Regions from separate parts of the Zea mays genome. Here region 1 is linked to region 2. The links are chromatin contacts, called in public Hi-C maps. All regions are on one chromosome and are shown on one strand. Each heading gives the region's core, a stretch centred on a gene start, on an enhancer-like site or on the middle of the called end of the contact. The rest is flanking DNA. Distances are from core to core; before and after follow the strand shown.

Region 1 (6,593 bases), core at 1,133-3,632, 140 kb after region 2:
CTCGTTACACAACGTAGAATAATATCATGCATTCTGTTTTGATGTTTGGTGTGATTTTAATTTCTGCTATACCCTGTTTGTTTGTATTGATGCGAGTAGACGAGCCACCCACAGAGGATCCTGGGGTTTAGCAGGTGGAGACTGCTGAGCAGGAGCTCGTTGAAGGCAAGCTGTGCCCTTGATCACTTCTTTTTACACAGTCATATTCTTATTAATCATAATGATATGCATAGGTTAATTTTGATGGTACCCTTTAGGTTACCCTAGTTTGACTATCTTTATACCTTGACTCCACTGAACTTTTTGGGTAGTACTTGATATTGCTTTATGTGGTTTTGGGTATGGAGATATACATTATTCATGATCATACTTTTATTATCTCTTTATTATTACTGTTCATGATAAGATCATTATGTTAATTGGAACATGGAGTGACCACCTAGGAAAACAGTGCTACCACAAGGGTGGTATGGGACGCCCTTGGCTGACTAACTAGGAAAGCTAGTGGAGGACTATCTTACCCGATAGGGGCAAGGGCAGTAGGGGAGTGGTCAGTGTGGGGAGGCCCTTGGGTTGATTTTGCTGCGATGGTGGTCTGGCGAGGGGTCCCTGCATTGGAGCATCCTAGACTGTTGCGGGTTTTCTGAAGCTAGTGGAACTTTGTAAAGACCTTATAGTGTTACCCTGCCTCGCTTCCTTGATAGAGGTGTATGGGATTCATGACCCCTTGGCATATGGGTAACATGACTTGTTGGTAAAGATACGCAACCTCTGTAGAGTGTAAAACTGGTATATCAGCCGTGCTCATGGTCATGAGCGGCTCGGACCCTCACATGATTAATTTATGGAATTAAATTCAATTTGTCATTTGCATCGCATTCAGATTATTTATTATTACTTTGATTTACTATCACTATGGTTTGGTATTTACTTACACTTAGTAACTGCTAATAAAATTTCACCAACTTATAAAAGCAATGCTCAGCTTCAACCTTTATTTTGTTGATCAGCCTTACACTTCACATGAACTCCCACCTTTGGTGAGTTCATGCACATTATTCCCCACAACTTGTTGAGCTATGATCTTTTGTGAGCTCACTCTTGCGATATATATACCCCCCCACAGGTGAAGAGCAGGTGGTCGAAGAGGAGCCACACAACGAGGAGTTCGACTTGATGTTGGTGGTGTCTCCTAGTCAGCTTTGTGGCGTCAGGAAAATAATATTTAGTTCGTTTTATATTTATTATTTATTTTTGTAAGACTTCCGCTATGTAATAAGTATATCTATGGTATTTATGACATTTATCTCTATACATTCTGTCATTATATGTGAAGTTCTTTCTTGGCGCACATATGAGATGCACCCGGCTTTATCTTTTAAATTCGGTTGTGACAGTAAACCTAATATTTATATATTTATAATTAAGATAGTTTTAATATTATGTCTTATTTTATAAAGTATAGATCAGACCTTTTCAAAAAGAATACCTTATATTATAACCCATGCGGTTGGACCGTTTTTTTGTATTTTAACCTTTTTTTTGAAAAATGTTCACGTTTAGACTATTCGATGACTTAATCTCATTTGTAGACTCTTTGCTCGGTACCATAGACTGTGGCGCCGAGGTAATACGGCTCGGCGCCACAGATCTTGGCGCCGAGATACGTGCTCCGCTGGCGAGAGAGCATGATACGACGCTGACGTGGCCGAGCCCGGCGCCATGATTCATGACACCGAGCTCGAGTCTCCTACCGTGCGGTTGGCTCGGTGCCACAGTTTACGGCATCGAGATACGTGCTCCGCTGGTGAGAGAGCATGGCACGACGCTATGGCCGAGCTCGGGGTTGGCTGGTTTGTCTCTCTAGTTGTTTTCGTTGGGCGTAGCACAAAATGAGTATTCACTTTTAAGACACAGTGTTTCCCTTGGATGACGGGTCAAGGCACATCATCATTGTCGAGGCACATCATTCATGGTCTCGTCGGGACAACTGTTGGTGTCAGTGAGCAGATGACCATCACGCCATCACCAACCCCCCCCCACCCCACCCACACACACACAGGTCCCTTTTCTGCCAACTTAGGGGGTGTTTGGTTACTCCTGCTAAAGTTTAGACCGGGTCACATCAAGCGTTTGATTTTTAAATAGGAGTATGAAATATAGACCCAACCAACTGGACTAGATTCGTCTCGACTTTTAATCTTCGGCTGACAAATTAGTTTTATAATCCGACTACATTTAATACCCGGAACGAAGGTTCAAACATTCGATGAGACATGGGCTAAATTTTAGTTTGGGGTAACCAAACACCCTATTAGAGCAGTCCCGTATGGGTTGTGATTTGTGAAGCCTCCTGCTCTATGAAAAAAAAAACAGAGAGAGAAACGTATCGTTGAAGCTTTTTATATTTAATCAGATTTATAAAAACATCAATAGTGTTACATTTGTAACTAAATTAAATATAATATGTAGTTAGGGATTTTTTATTGATACTAACTAGTATAAATATCGATATTTTTATATACAGTGTGTAAAACGGGACCCTTTCCTACTATCATATTCTTTTTTTCCCTCTCTCTTAGGCTATTTCTTTTGTAATCAGGTATGAGGCTTTGGAATTGTTGTTGCAAGCACACGCTTTTTTTTTCTTCTCTCTCCAGATGAAACTTGGAAGCACATGATTCATTCAAGCATGCCCGGCTGCATCATGCATGCAGGCGAAAAGGGCCACTACTAGTGATACCCATTTTTTTGCTGATAACCAAAACACCGAGAGAGAGAGAGAAACTACACAACCAATCCATCCAATCCATCGGACGCGGTGGTAGAGGGGAGCTCGGCCCCATAATTCATGGCGCTGAGCTCGGCCACGTCAGCGCCATATGAGCTTCTCTCGCTAGTGGAACACACACCTCGGCGCTAATATATGTAGCGTTAAGCCGTGTTACCTCGGCGCCACAGCTTACAGCGCCGACTAAAGGATTAAAAATGAGATTAAGTCATTTAAGAGTCTAAACGTGAATATTTTTCAAAAAAAGATTAAAATACAAAAAAATCGGACGGTTGGACTAGCAATGTCTGATAAGCTGTCTATTTATGTGGTACTGGCATACTGCTCACGACATATGGAATCTGGTCCCTCGCATAAATGTCTTCTATATCAGCACACATGGCATGTACCTGGACAACCCGCGGTGGGAAATAAAGCTTGCTTTAAGAGCAATGTCTATACGATGATATATAATTATACTTATTAACTATAAAAAATAAATTTAATGTTAAAGTCAACATATGGTTCATATATTAGATATTAAATTAATAAGAATAAATATTATATTTTATTTTATTCAAAAGACCGAGAAATATATGAGTTGAAAAGAAGCACATCATCCCATTTTTCAGAGTTCGCTCGATCGTTCGAGCTCCTTCATCTAGCGAAGTGGTACTGTCTGCGTTGCGTGTTGCTTTTGTCATGTTGAGCTTTGATGCTTTCTCACAAGGCATATCTGGTGTAACGTCCCATACTCCTATCTATGGTGTAATAGTCCATTAGGCCATTGTTAGACGATAAACAGAGAAAGGAATATATCTACACGCTTCACATGTGGTGCATGACGACGAAACTGATGCTTTAAAGGAGTAGAGATTCTAAAAAACTAGTTAGATAATTTTATTAAGCTAATTTTAGCTATTATATATAAAAAAAATATCCCCAATAAACTCTACAAATTACTCTTCAAATTTAGAAGTTTTTCATCCCTTCGCTCTATATTTTTGGATAGTCTGCTCCATTCGTCCTGTTGGTTTATAGAGTCTGTTAGACTAGCTATTCATCAGTAAATTTGGTTAATTTTTTTTTGGAGTTGTTCTAAGGTTGTCTACAACAGCTTACCCATCTTATCTCCTATCCTATCTTGTACTTTAAACTTCACACTATGAACAGAACAGTATAATCTGCAGTGCAAAATAGTGTTTTGCACGACCATATACACTATTAACTAAAGACAACCTAAGGACCAAGCCACCAAATAAAAACACATTAAAATTTATAATTTTTTTTCAAAGAGGTAGTCTCTTTTTCTCCCTTAAACTTAGGGTTTGTAATCTTGTATGCACATTTTTCATACAATAATTACAATAATGTAAGAACATCTTCAAACGAGAGTTCTACAATTGGGTCCTAAAAATCAAAATAAGACTTGATTTAAGTGATATGGGACCCAACAAAATTTCTTTACTCCAACAACGAGTCCTATAATCACGTTAATTGAGGAGAGATTTGTTCAGACGATTGGAGAGGGAGACGCACCAGCGATGAAATATCACGTGAAGGCAGACAGTAAATTTTATAAAATAAGACCCTATATTAGTTTAACCAAATTTTATAAAATAGAACCTCTCTTAAAAACTAGTTTTTGATCTTGAGCATTATATTAAAAATAGAACTTAATTTAGCATCTTTGTTGGAGATGCTCCAACATAACCAAGAGGACACAAAGTGTTACGCGCTCAACATCTCAAACCTCTATTAAAAAAATTAGCATATTATTTGAACTTAGTAGACATACTCAGCGGTACGAGAGATCACACTCCACTTCTCTAACAATCTTCCCTCGAGTACCTCTAGTATCCTGACAGATTATTATTAGAGGTAATAATTTGCTCTAGATTTTACATTATAAATTTTAAGGATCAAATCGGATTAGGATCGAGCTCTATTCCTATTTAATATTGAACTAAAATTATTTAAAAGCTCTAACTTTTGTGTAGAGACATTTGTATCTGATCTATTACCACCCTAAGGCCCCGTTTCAATCTCACGGGATAAACTTTAGCTTCCTGCTAAACTTTAGCTATATAAATTGAAGTGCTAAAGTTTAGTTTCAATTACCACCATTAGCTCTCCTGTTTAGATTACAAATGGCTAAAAGTAGCTAAAAAAAAGCTGCTAAAGTTTATCTCGCGAGATTGAAACAGGGCCTAATTGTTATCCAGCATCCTAGCCTATTAATAGCATGCAATATCTGACACATATGTTGCACATGAGAACTTGAGAAGTAATAAGGCATATTTAAAATATACATAGATGCCAAAAAAAATACAGATATGAACATATACATGTATTTGCCCCCTTAAATGGTAATTAATAACTTTGCTGTAACTAAATATAGAATAAATATAGAATATGGAGTATCTATTAGGTCTATTATTTTAAAAGGTAAATAAAGATAAAAACATAAAATTTAATATAGACACTCTTTATTAAAGATGTCGACAACTTGCGGTGGGAAATAAAGCTGTCGACTTTGGCATGGCATGAGACCGTCGACAACTTGCGGTGGGAAATTAATAAAGCTGTCGACTTTGGCACCTCATCAGGACCGTCGACAACTTTCGGTGGGAAATTAATAAAGCTGTCGACTTTGGCATCGCATCAGGACCAATCAATTACCAGAACGCCATATAAGCATACGTCGGTCCTCGGCGCTGGGCAACATCCAGCCAGCAGCACACGCACACTGTTCTTTCGACTTCCATCTCGGCCGGAGCAGAAGATGGAGGTGGCTCTGGGAACGGCCAAGTCTCTCCTTGGCCATGTTCTCAATAATCTCCCCGACGACTGGATGAAATCCTACGTGTCCAGCGCCGAGCTCGGCACCAACCTTAACATGATCAAAGAGAAGATGCGGTACGCTAGAGCGCTGCTGGACGTGGCCAAGGGGAGGGACGACGTCGTCGCCGGGAACCCCAACCTGCTGGAGCAGCTCGAGACTCTCGGCAAGAAGGCCGACGAGGCTGAGGATGCTGTGGACGAGCTTCACTACTTCATGATCCAGGACAAACACGACGGGACTCGAGACGCCGCACCGGAGTTGGGCGGTGGCCTCGCAGCCCAAGCTCACCATGCCCGCCATGCTGCTCGCCACACTGCTGGTAACTGGCTCTCATGCTTCTCTGGCTGCTGTCCCCGACCCCGAGACGATGCTGCTGCTACCGATGCCATGTCTGGTGACGGTGGCCATGTTGGAAAGTTGTCATTTAATCGAGTGGCTATGTCCAACAAAATCAAGCTCCTCATAGAGGAGCTGCAATCCAACTCTACTCCTGTCTCTGACTTGCTCAAGATAGTGTCAGACACTAGTAACCCTCAAGACAGTAGCTCCTCCACTAAAAGGTCCCCGACAAGCTCTCAAATCACACAAGACAAGTTGTTTGGGAGGGACGCCATCTTTCAGAAAACTATAGAGGATATTATCATAGCCAAAGATAGTGGCAAAACCTTGTCCGTTCTTCCTATATTTGGCCTAGGGGGCATTGGGAAGACTACCTTCACCCAGCACCTATACAATCACACAGAGTTTGAAAAACATTTCACTGTTAGGGTCTGGATATGTGTATCGACTAATTTTGATGTGCTTAGGCTCACCAAAGAGATCCTGAGCTGCCTACCCGCAACTGAAAATGCAGGAGATAAAATAGCAAATGACACAACCAACTTTGACCTGCTTCAGAAATCCATCGCAGAGAGGTTGAAATCCAAAAGGTTTCTGATTGTCTTGGATGACATATGGGAATGCAGCAATAATGAGGAG
Region 2 (7,326 bases), core at 1,618-4,117:
TTAATTTCCTGAGTCGTGCGTGAGAAGATTTAACTTGCACCAAGTGCTGAAATAAAGAGAGAGAGAATGAGAGAAGAGATTGACTAAAAAAAAACAAATTAACACAACCTTTTGCAGCTAGCTAATAACGAGGGTGAAAAAAAATGGTGTGTATTGTGTAATAACAGCTTCTCAGTCTGCACGACCGTTGGAACTGCTACACAGCAACGGAAGACGCCGTGGTCGACAAGAAGGCGCCTCCCGCGTCTTCGGCGCAGCAGCAGGTGTTCACGATGAGCAGGTGCTCAGCTCTGCGTAGCAGCAGCGACAACGCGGAGGTGCACATGTCAGCCTCAAGACCGGGATCCGCTGCTGCTGCGTCGTCCTCGTCCTCCTCTCTCAGTCTCAGCTGCAACAAGCACAACCCGCAGGCCGCCGCTCCCGGCTACCGGGTGGAGGGCTCCTTCTCGAGGCGAAGCTGCAAGATCCGGCGCGGCAGCGATGGCAGGGAGGCGGCGCGGATAACGAGGAAGAGCGCCGGCGTGGCGTCCAGGCCGGTGGCCACGCTCGGGGACGACGACGTGTTCAGCCTCGTGGTCCGGCCGGGCGTCGACGTGGCCACCGTCATGGCCATCGTCGTCGTCATGGACAGGATCTGTCGCAGGCCGTACACGCCCATGGTGTGCCCTTCGCAGTGCGAGTAGTAATGAGAAACGTGTATAAGTGTTCTGATTTTGACATTGCATTTGCTAATTGCTAGCACCTCTCCTAGCTAGTGGTGTGGGGGAATGAGGATACGGGATACCTGAAGACAACTACTACTTTTGTCAGTGCTGCATCTCCTGATCAGCAGCATCTAATAAGAAAAGGACAGACAGAATTAGCAATACTAATCTGGAGTCCCACCGGACCACAAAAGCAACCACTTGTTTGCGCATGTCAAGTAGGCCAGGGCAAGCAGATTGTTTGTTGCAGGTGACCTAATCCAGCGGAAATGTCTTCTGATGGCGACTGCAGGAGATGGTGCCAGACCACAATTCATGTGTCATGAGTAATTCAGCTCAGGACATGCCAACAGAGACAGTGGCCTCCAGCGAGGGGCATCCAACCCAATAAAACAACGTTCAAGTTCCTAATCCGAGACACACATCGGTAAAAGTAGGGGGTGTTGAAGATCTATCCAGTTACAGTGCTCACGTATGCGTAAAGCAAGCCCAAGTGCTAACATTCAAGACAAAGCAAGGCCAGTGCCCTCTGTACATTCTTACATCACACATCAGTTGTGACCAATGGGCCATAACCTCTTCTCCACAGGATAATACAACAACAATTAAAGACAGAAATGTCAGTGCGCAATCATAAATGAACTGCGACAATGAAGAACAGGTAGCAAGCCTTATTTCTAGCAAACAGTCAGCTCAGCGCTAAGAAACTAACTACTATACTAGATCATGTAATTCTAAGAAAAGGGCATGATTCTGAATACACAAGTTTTACTTAGCATTCTGGGACTCAATTTTAGATGAATCTAATTTCCGTCAACCATATTTCCGAGAGAAAGCTGGAATCTTCCAGTTCAAGCAACTGCCAAGCTAAATGCTATGGTGCAGTGAATTGCGACTACAGTAACGAAGCGAGCAAGAATCATGGAAGGGAGGGAACATGGGTACGCGTGTTACCCACCCGGGAGCAGCCGAGTTTTGGAGGCCCATTTTGCGCTTACGGATATCTGTTAAGAGGAGGTCCAAAAGAATCCGTAAACCAATCTCAAAACAAATATTAGTAGAGAATAGTGATCTTCTTTGCTCCAAACAGCTCCCCTATTCTCCTCTCCAAAATTTCGTATCCCTCATCTACCTCCTTCGCTCCCGTATATTTTTGCATGATTGATGGCTCCACACGCGCTGGCGTTTTTGTTTCTCGCACATAGACTTGTTTCGATGGAGACATCAACCAGGAAGCTGTTTGGAGGTTACGAAGGCCTACATTTCCAAATATTGCGAAGGGCCCATATACATGTGCAAAGTGGGCTGCCAGGAGGGCGTTTTATTTTAAATTTGAGTCCAGTTTTTTGGTTTTTCAGTTTTGACTGTTGGAGTAGACACAATATTTCACCCCTAAAAAATTTTAGGCCCCTTTGAAATGCATGATTGATAAAATGCAGGAATAGAAAAAAAAAAACGTAGGAATGGAGTTGTACTACAACTACAATCATACAAGAATTAAAAATACTTGAAAACATCAAATAGAGTGTTTAGATGCAGCGTATAAAGAACAAATGAGTTAGAGGAGAGAGATACACACAAAGGAACGTTTTTCGAGGTTGGACCTCTTGTTATAAATCCTCCAAAATTTTACTACAATGAATAATTTTATAGGGATTTTATAGAATTTGTAGGAACTTAATCCTTTATTCTAAAAGGCTATATAGGAAAATTTCCTATATGATTCCAATCCTCTAAAATCCCACTACTTTTCATTTGTTCTAAAGGAGGCCCTAGCCCTATTCCGATAACATCTTTTCTTTGAAACATTTTAGGTTTTTTTTTTGGAGTTGCTCTAAATGGAGCTAGGCAAAAAGAGCGATACTCCTCTCAATTTGGAACTTGGGACGTATTTATTGCATGCATGCGGACCGGGGAGGAGTTGAACAGACAGGCCGGCGTCGGGGAGGGAAACGATGCAATTGAAATTGAATGAATAGAATATAATGCAAATGAAATTGAACCGAAACGACAGCCAATCCGATCCGCTTGCCTTCCTGCGCGCCTCTACCACTTCCACCAACTGAGTGAATAGTATACAGTATACATACCGCTAGGCGCTAGCTTCTCCAAATCTCTACCACACCAACCTGCCTCGCTCTCCAACAAACATAGCAGCCAGCCATGGCGCCGCCCCACTTCTGCGGCGGTAGGCTGGACCGGCGGCTCCTGCTGGCGGCGGCCAATGACGACCTCCGCGGCTTCAAGAGTACGAATTCGTGCCCTGTCGGCCGTGTTCTTTCAGTTTTGTGCTCAGCGAACGGATGAAGGAACTAAAAGGGCGCTAGCGCTAGGTGAATTATTAGTCTGTTTCTTTTATTTATTGTCCGATCCAATTTGCTCGATCGTGCCTTTCAGGGTCTGCGAGAGCGCTTGACGGCGGGAAGGGCCGCATCAGGGAGGCGGTGGAGACCGCCGCCATGATCAGCGCCGCCGCCGCTCTCGGAGCCCTGCACGTCGCCGCCGCAAACGGGAGCACACGGGTCTGTGCTTACCTAGTCGAGGAGCTTGAGATGGACGTGAACGCTACTGCCGTCGGGTCAGGTGTCACACTACTCGATCTTGCGTCTGGACTCTACAAATGCTGCCTTGCTATTTCAGATTTATGCTCACTTTAGCTCTCGAGATTCCCGAATAGGATCATTTAGACGCTATCTGGTCTATTTTGTCTCTCTTAGTCGTTTTGTTCTGTCTTCTTTAGTGAAGTGGTTCTTTTTTAGAGAGGTGATGTAAATTTTTCGCCGTACCCTACATGTGAGGGGAAAAGGCTGGAACAATGTTTTTTTTCCATCATCTAAAATGAAGAATGTATATGCAATGCAACGTGATATTTTTTCCGTGGGTGATACTTTTTAGCATTAATTAAACGTTTATACTCAATTGTTGTCATTGAATTGATCCCTCAACAATCTATTGTTATTTGGAGTCTTTAGATTTATATTTTATTTATCTACGAAGCATGTCGTCATAGAGAAATCAATCGCTGCGGATGTTTATTCTTTTATAAGAAGATTGATTTTTTTACTTTACTTTTGATTATTTTGAGTAGGTGATACACCTCTCTCTGTTGCAGTTCGTTCCAAAAAAAATGTGGATGCTGTGAGGTATCTTCTTGATCATGATGCTGATCCAAATAAACGTGTGCATCATGGGTGTACCCCACTAACTATCGCAGTTGGAAAAGGTACGACCATATACCTTGCATGCATCACATCTCATTGTTTTTATGTATTACATGTGATTATGTCATTACATATATAAACTGTTGTATATATTCAATATTAATTAACTGCTTTTAGAAGGCTCACCAAGTGTGCTGCAACAACTGCTGGATATCTATAAGCTACGGCCAACAGATTTATGCATAAGTTTAAAATAGGAGATGTGGATGAGTAAGTACGTTGCTGGAGATAGTCTAATAGATGTTGATGAGTAAGATGCTGAAGATATTAAAGCAGAGAATGCCTAATGTTTATGTTATTAACTCAGGAGTAGTTTAATTTTGGTACCAATTTTTTTTAATGGAGAGAGATTTCCACAAATAAATAGCAAACATTTTCTTCATTTTTGCTCAAAGTTGAATTGTTTAATGTTACTAAAAATATGATAAAATTTGTATGATATTATATCAATACAAGTTACTTACATTTTTTCACAGATTGTTATAGAAGAAATATAATGTGTCACTTTGTGGTACAAAAAATATTGGTTATAGCCAATGTTCAATAGTTTGGTTGACACTCTAAATATCGACATGGCAAAAGAATAAAACACCTTTTCAGCTATACCTTACTCCCTCCGGTTTCCTATTAGTTGTCGTTTAGGACAACGACACGGTCTCCAAAATATAACTTTGACTAATATGTTTTGTTAAAATACAAATGAACTCTTAATACATTTATACTTTTATAAAAGTACTTTTTATGACAAATTGGTGCATATAAACATTAGGCTCCAAAACTAAATAACAAAATAGTTATTTGTAGTCAAAATTTTATAAGTTTGACTCGAACCTTATCCAAAACGACAACTAATAGGAAACCGGAGGTAGTATGTGGTTATATAATTATTCATGTGACTAATAAATATTAATGATTTTTTCTAATAATCTGTGTAATGAAACTAATAAATATTGGATCCAGTAGCATTTGAAACATTTGCACAATTATGTTGATTATATATGTAGGTGGTTTGATAGTTAAGATTTTCGAAAGATTAATCCTTAACATTTGTTTATATAAATATTGAATACAGGAATATGTGTAATGGTAGAACTTTTGCTCTCAAAAGGAGCTGATGTTAATATTTTGTCTTGCTGCGGGACACCATTGCACGTTGCTGCAATGGAAAATCAAGGTGCTGTTATGAAGATTTTATTAGATAACAATGCAGATGTAAGTTTCTTTTCATTTGATGTTTTTGGGGTTCTGTAGGTTTTGTAGAATTAAACTTTATATGCTTGTATCAACCCATACTAATAAAATGATACTTTTATAATAGTTTTTTAGAAGTAAAATGCAAATCTTTCATCACGATGCTCTTATAATAGATTTTCAGCAGTAAAATATTTTTTTAATTTGTTGCTTGCAACTTTTCTGTAAACCTTCCGACTAATATTTATAAATCTATTAACAGTGCAACAAAGAAGTTCCCCCCATGTTTACTCCTTTGTTCACTGCTCTCAAAGCTCGCTCACTGAGCTGTGTCAAGCATCTGATTAAGGTAACAAACATTTCCTTTGTTGATTCGGACTAGATGGAATGCTTCTTGGGAATGAAACACTAATGTCTATCAAGACTATTGTGTTTGTGCAAATAAACACTTGCATTGGCATATGTGACATTTTTTGTATCAGGCTGGTGCTGATGTGATGAAGGGGGTTCATAAGTGTACCCCGTTAATACTTGCTGCAAATGAGGGCTTAACAGATTTTTATGAATGTTTACTGGAGGCTGGAGCTGATCCTAATGTTCCTGATGATGTAAGTTTTAGTTCTTATTAGATTACATGAAGACATGTGCATTGATTTTATGTCTGTTCTAGATATACATAGTAGCAAGTTAGCTCAAGAAGTAATTTCTGTTTTTATATTGTTATTGGCTCAAGACCTACTAATTGTGTAAATGATTGAATATTAGCTAGCTGTTACATTAAATCAATACAATGACTGCTCCGGTTTACACTTACTTTATTACAGGAAAATAATGTTATGCTCTTGTCTCATTGGTATCTTGGATTATAAGCATGTGTTTAATGTTGGATTCATCATCAGTAGCTAATGCTAGTTTGGTTAACATGCTTTGTTATTGTTTAGTTTTTTTAGTAAATTTGACATATTATTTAGCAGTTTGTCCACATGCTTGAACCGTATATATGTTGTGTTTTATATTTAATTTTCATATCATCCTTTGCTAATGGTTTATACGGTATTCCTATTTGCACTGCTTTTCAAGTAATATACATTTGTGTCATTTGCAACAGTCTGGACTCCTGCCAATAGAAATTGCAGCCTTTAAAAATAGAAGAAAAGATGTTGAGATACTTTTGCCCGTAACATCTCGTATTCCGTCTGTGCATGACTGGAGTGTTGATTGGCTAATTGCCTATGTCAAGTCGTTGTCAACAGATGAGGTACTGGCTAAACCTAAATTGTTGCTTTAACGGTTATGCCATGATAGAAAAATTCTTCACATGAGGGTTTCCTATTCTGCAGTTTCTTTGAATAATATTTTCTCGAATTTAACATTGTTGCTTTAACGGTTTTGCCATTATAAAAAAAATCTTTACATGAGGGTTTCCTATTCTGCAGATTCTTTGAAGAATATTTTTTCGAGTTTAACACATTCTTGTTAGGCCTATTTTTGAAATATACTGATTTTTTTATGAAATGTCTAATTATATTCAGCAATAGTTGTGTACAGTTTAATGGGATGGTCAATTATCACATGCTTGAATTGTCTATTCATGTTTTATTCTTATTTTTTTCTTCAAATTTGACAAGATATGATCTGGTCACCGGCTCGCGTTGCAAGCCTGAGCTTTCGGTATACTATTTATGTCCTTAAATTTTGTTTCAGGATGATCCTGTGTATAAAATGAATCTGGCTGATTTGAAGTCTGAAGCAAGCAAGGCATACAACGAAAAAGATTATCCTACTGCAGTAAAATTCTACTCCGTGGTATGTATATAGCAGTAAAATGATGCACTCCGAGGTATTATCACCACTCTGTCATGGTGAAAGGGAGGGTGTATATAGCAATTAATGTAGTAACAATAACAAAATGGTATCATATGACTAAATAATTTGCTGCCACATCACCATCGCACCTAATATTATGTTAGGCCTTATTATTGCTTGTGGATTGCATTGATGAATCAAATAGGCAACCAATCATATATAAGTCTACTATATTTTGCATCTATTGGGAACAAGATCTATATATTAACCATTTTGTTATCTCTATATATCTATGCAAGTTAACTGCAGGTAGAAGTGTAGAACTAGCATATATATATATATATATATATATATATATATATATATATATATATATATATATATATATATATATATATATATAT

Evidence for each region. A called contact is a pair of places that touch in the nucleus more often than the background predicts.
Region 1: a Hi-C map of ear shows a contact between it and region 2, with 2.8 times the contacts expected there. The contact joins the promoter of LOC100274681 here to the promoter of LOC103642249 in region 2. A contact is called at or near these places in 3 of 25 Hi-C or Micro-C datasets (ear, leaf and tassel).

The regions. Positions count from the first base shown.
Region 1 is chr10:2,698,848-2,705,440 of Zm-B73-REFERENCE-NAM-5.0, forward strand. It overlaps LOC100274681, which reads left to right and starts at 2,383. Exons shown (of 8, transcript XM_035963291.1): 1 at 2,383-6,593. The coding sequence starts at 5,556.
Region 2 is chr10:2,554,814-2,562,139 of Zm-B73-REFERENCE-NAM-5.0, forward strand. LOC103642249 (ankyrin-2) reads left to right here and starts at 2,868. Exons shown (of 11, transcript XM_008665563.3): 1 at 2,868-2,952; 2 at 3,102-3,287; 3 at 3,793-3,927; 4 at 4,998-5,137; 5 at 5,379-5,465; 6 at 5,599-5,724; 7 at 6,225-6,374; 8 at 6,821-6,922. The coding sequence starts at 2,868. LOC103640693 (protein LURP-one-related 5) reads left to right here. Exons shown (of 2, transcript XM_008664174.2): 2 at 205-901. The coding sequence ends at 683.